2 separate regions of the Ovis aries genome follow, and region 2 is linked to region 1. The links are chromatin contacts, called in public Hi-C maps. All regions are on one chromosome and are shown on one strand. Each heading gives the region's core, a stretch centred on a gene start, on an enhancer-like site or on the middle of the called end of the contact. The rest is flanking DNA. Distances are from core to core; before and after follow the strand shown.

What was found. Hi-C and Micro-C count contacts between places; a contact is called where the count stands out from the background.
Region 2: a Hi-C map of skin fibroblasts shows a contact between it and region 1, with 4 times the contacts expected there. The contact joins the enhancer-like site here to the promoter of LITAF in region 1. A contact is called at or near these places in 7 of 16 Hi-C or Micro-C datasets (blood, liver, omental adipose tissue and 2 more).

The regions. Positions count from the first base shown.
Region 1 is chr24:10,790,874-10,793,425 of ARS-UI_Ramb_v3.0, reverse strand. It overlaps LITAF (lipopolysaccharide induced TNF factor), which reads left to right and starts at 1,278. Exons shown (of 5, transcript XM_060405812.1): 1 at 1,278-1,337.
Region 2 is chr24:10,833,410-10,835,961 of ARS-UI_Ramb_v3.0, reverse strand. No RefSeq gene overlaps it. Among named protein-coding and RNA genes, the nearest start is that of LITAF, 43 kb to the right of the region's middle. Within about 2 kb of position 1,276, at least 14 of the 54 cell types and tissues checked have an H3K27ac peak or open chromatin away from gene starts, as enhancers often do.

The sequences.
Region 1 (2,552 bases), core at 29-2,528:
GGCGTGCTGCAATTCATGGGGTCGCAAAAAGTCGGACACGACTGAGCGACTGAACTGAACTGAACTGAACTGAAATAGTAGTTACTCATTTCCAGAGCTTTCAGTGATTGAGTGAGAAAGTAGCAGGGGCCACAGGACACCCTGGGTGCATGCAAAGTATTGGGTTGGCCAAACAATTCATTTGGGTTTTTGTTTCATCTTAGGGAAAACCTGAATGAACTTTTTGACCAGTCCAATAGTTAGCAGCTGCTGCTGCTCCTAAGTTGCTTCAGTTGTGTCCGACTCTGTGAGACCCCAGAGACGGCAGCCCACCAGGCTCCACCATCCCTGGGATTCTCCAGGCAAGAACACTGGATCGGGTTGCCATTTCCTTCTCCAATGCATGAAAGTGAAAAGTGAAAGTGAAGTCCCTCAGTCGTGTCTGACTCTTAGCGACTCGGTGGACTGCAGCCTGCCAGGCTCCTCCGTCCATGGGATTTTCCAGGCAAGAGTACTGGAGTGGGGTGCCATTGCCTTCTGCGAGTTAGCAGCTAGGATAGGTTTAATTTAGCACAATCTGTGCTGAACGCTTTGCTTGCATTGTTCAGCTAAATCTCTGTGGATCTTACGAGACAGGTACTGTTATGCCCATGTTACAGACAGGAGACTGAGGCCAGAGCAAGTGGGCACATGGCCAAAGGCACATAGATTTTCTTGGGTTGCCTGGATGCATCTGAATGCACAGAATTGAGGTATGGGGAGAAAAGGGCCGACTTCCGGAGGGCAGGGAGCGCTGGATGCCTTGGCAAGGGATCTGGAGGTGATCAGCATTGTCTGAGAACCGGGAAGGAGAACAAATGCCGAAGATGGGGACCCAGGGGCGCAGGGGAGAGCAGAGTGGGAATGGAAATCAGGAGGGGAGTTCAAGGTTGTGCGGGCACGTGGCGCGGATCCACGAGCAGGAGCAGAACCCGAAAGGGGAGACACTCTCTGAGAGTGGGGTCTGGGCTGAAACTAGGGGGTTCCAGGGAGTGAGCGGGGTCTAGGGGTGTCAAGGGGGTGTTCCGAGGGTAGCGGGAGATCGGAGCGGTGGAGGGGAAGGGTAGAAGCCAGAGGGTCGCAGGTCCCTGATGGGGTTTCTAGCTTGGGGGAGGCGGCCCCCCGCGAGTGGGAAGGATCGGGTCCAGGCGGCGCATAGAGGCGGGGACAAGCCGGAAGCGGGAGCCGGAGCGCCCCGCCCCGGCCGGTCCAGCTCCCGCCCCCCGCCTTCAGGCGCTCCTCCCCGCCGTCTTCCAGCCAGTCCGCCCCCCAGCTCCATCTGCTCAGACCTCCCGGCTCGACTGGCGGCGCGCGCGGCGGTGAGTGAGGAGCGCGTTGGCTGGCGGCGGGGGCGCGGGCTGGGGTCGCCGACGGGAGGAGGCAGCGACCGGGGTGCTGATCCGCGGAGCGTCGAGCTGGTGGTGGCTGGAGAGCGGGGTCGGTGCGGCGCCAGCACCAGCTCCGGACTCCGCGGGAGTGGTGGCGGTGTCCCGGAACCCTGGCGGGTCCCCGGGGTTCGAAGTGGTTGGAGGGCGTCGGAGTCCCGCCGCGATCTTCCACGCGGGGCCGGGGAGGCCGGGCTTCCAGTCACTTGGCGCTTGTTCCCGCCGCAGTCCAGGCAGGGTCCCGTTCCTGCTCCCCGAAGTGAGCCGATCGCCCGCGGATCGCGCGCGGTGGGGTCATCCCGCCCTCACCTGAAAGCGCGCCCCGTGTTGCTCGCGGGGGTCTCCTCCTCGGGAGAGGACACCCCGAAGCTTTTCAAGAAAGTTTCGTCTCGCTTGGTAGCTGCTCTCTCAAAGTTGAAGTTTCCAGACTTATTATCGCACGGCTATTCAGAAACAAAACCAACCAACCAAACAAAAAAAGCCCAACAGATTTCCGACGCCGGTCCCAGAAATTCGACTTCTGGGGTCCACGATATCTGCTTTTCCCCGCCATCCCCCGCTCCAGGGGGTTCCCCATAGTATTCAGGACCGCTCTCGGCGGACACCGGCGGGCCTAGGGAGCCCACGAGAGATAAAAATTCCGGACACAGAGCAAACGGAGCCAGGGCCCTGGCTAGACCCCTCGCGGGGAGGGGTTGTGGGGGGGGGGAGCGGGTAAGGTAGGCACCCTGTGAGCGCAGGGGTCGGCCGGGACCCCGTCCACTGCCGCTGCCAGATACATGCCAGTGGCACAGGCCGGCAAGGTGGACATTGGCCCTCCACGCCCAGCTAGGTAGGTGGCCTCTTTCTCTTTGGTTTCCAGGTCACTGTGATCTGGGCAGTGGAGTCATTGTTATGCCAGAAACCCTTCATCAAGGTCAGGACAGGAGGTGATGGGGAAATGGGCAATTCTGGACCGGCTGTGCATTCCAGGGATCAGGCCGGCTGGTCTTTGATTAGTTGTCTGGTGGCTTTTGTGCTGCCGATAAGTGGGGCTGATGTCATTGCATGTCGGACTGAGCTTTGGTGGCTGGGAAATCCAAATTCTGGAAGGCACAGGGCCTTCCCATCTTAGTGCATCAGAGTAAGACTCGCCCACCCATCTTCCCA
Region 2 (2,552 bases), core at 27-2,526, 43 kb before region 1:
GACTTAACGTGCACTTGCAGGCACTACAGGCTGGGCTCCGGAGCGAGGGGCCCCTAACACGTGATCATGTTTCATTCACCCTCAGCCTGGGAGCCAGGAACCTCTGCAGCTCCAGATGGCTGCCTGAGGCATCCGGGAACCAGGATTCATCCCAGCTCTGCCAGCCCGCAAAGCCCTGGGCACTCAACCGCTGAGCTGTGCCGTCACTGGTGAAGCCCTATTCCCGCCAGCTGCAGCCGTTGGCAGGTCTCTTCCCCGAAAGCAGGTGGGTGGTCCCAAGAAGGAAGGAAGGGGCTGCCCAGATCCTCTGTGTGCCAGCTGCTGTGAGCATTGGGGCCAGTGACTCACAGCTGTCACCCCCACCCTGCTACCCGCGGCTCCACACACAGCCCGGAGGGACTGACACCGCCCCACTTCTGAGAACCTCTGCCTCAAAGAGCCACGTGCACCCAAATCCCCATCTCAGGCTCCGTTTCTGGGGAACCTAATCTAAAATGAGGTTATGTCTGATTTCCTCAACTTAGAATCTTCCCATACTCCCTCAGTCCTTCCAGAGTCTTGCCTCTTCGGCTCAGCCAGAGGGTCCACCTCTGCCCCCTGCTGACCCCGCTCCTTGATTCTCAAAAGTGAAAGTGTTAGTCGCTCACACTTTGCGACCCCATGGACTGTAGCCTGCCAGGCTCCTCTGTCCTTGGAATTCTCCAGGCAAGAATACTAGAGTGGGTTGCCATGCCCTCCTCCAGGGGACCTTCCCGACCCAGTATTGAACCTGCATCTCTTGTGTCTCCTGCATTGGCAGGTGCGTTCTTGACCAGCTAAGCTGGCCCAGCACTTGGTAAGAAGAGGCAAGAACAGCTTCTTTGGACACTTTCTATAGAGGCGAGATTTCCAAGGTCTTCTTGTGCATTGCAAGTAGTCATTGAGTGTTGATTTGGCTGGGCATTTGGTAAGATGTTTTCTTGGTGCGTTAGAAAAATCCAACTCCCAGGACTCTGAGCTGGAGGTGAAAGGTGCAGTGACACAGTCTTTTCAGAGGAAAATGGAAAATCTAGGGAGCCTTAAAGGTCTCTGCAGCCACACCAACCTCAAGGCTGGTTAGGGCTGGGATGAGTAATGATTGTCAGGCAGGATAACTTGTTTGAGAAATGAACCAGAGCTTATTTTAGCTATTGAGTCATCACAGAAGAATGAGAAATATTTTCCCTCCCTTCACCTACCACCTCAAGGACCCTCAAGGTCTTTGCTTTCTAAAGAGTGGTGTTTGCCCTGGACTAGTAGAGAATCAAAAAGCCACTTTTTTTTTTTTTTTTTAAGTCTAGTACATAGTCAGGCTTCATCTAGCTGCAAATTACAGTCTCTGACTGAAATTAACTTACACTGAAGCAGAACATATTATTTTGTGCCCCTGGAAATTCAGGAGAGCAACAGCTTTAGGCATGGCTCGATCCAGGGGCTCAGGCAGGTGGTTGGGGATCTGTCTGTGTCTCTTGGCCATGCTTGCCTAATTGTTCAGTGGGCCCTCTCCATTGGCTGGCAAAGATGGTGCATCACAGCCCCAGGGTTTCATCTCACCAGCCTAGTGAAGATTTCCTTTTAGGCTGGAGTTTTTTTGGCTCAGCTTAAGTCACATGCTCATTACTGAAGCAAGCACTGTGGCCAGCCTTGCTCAGTATTCAGGAACCTGGGGTGTGGCTAGGAAGGGAAGATTTGGCAGTAAAAGGAAGAGATATTGTGTACACCTGGGGCCTTAGGGGGATGGAACCAGGCTATCCAGGAGAGGCTTGTGGGAACTGTTTGTGGAAACAAGCTTTCAGAATGGCAAAAGCCTGCCCCCTGGCAAGGAGAATCAGATCTAAATTTCATCAGACTTAGAAAAGCAAACTAATGAGACTTTTCTCACAAGTATTATGGAACTGACTCATACCATCTGGGGGAGTAAATCCTAAATTCTTGTTTGTTTCGTCACTAAATTGTGTCTGACTCTTTGTGACCCCACGGACTGTAGACAGCCAGGCTCGTCTGTCCATGAATTCTCCGAGCAAGAATACTGGAGTGTATTGCCATTTCCTTCTCTGGGGATCTTCCCCACTCAGGGATCCAACCTGCATCTCCTACCTTGGCAGGTAGATTCTTTACTGCTGAGCTACCAGGGAAGCCTCAAGTCCTAAATTCTGGGACTTTCCTCAGCCAGCCTAGTCTCTAGAACTTCTGAGGAAGTGGCTAAGACCATGGGTATGGAGTTGACTCCTGGGCTTGAACCCTGGCTCTGCTACTGATTAGCTGTGTGACCTTGGGCAAGTTACTCAGTCTCTCTGTGCCTCCGTTTCCTCATCTGAAAAATAAGGACCATAACATTTCCTGCCTCATAGGACACAGTGACAATTAAATGAAGCTCTGAAAGAGTGGGTGATGTGCCCATATTTGTGGCTTCAGTTTGCACCAGCTCAAATGACTCCAAGTTCTGGCCTCTACTGTCTCCAGTGCTTGAACGTAGCAGAAGCCTGTTGACTGTTTGTTGAATGAATGAATGAAAGGTTGAAAGGAAAGGTTTA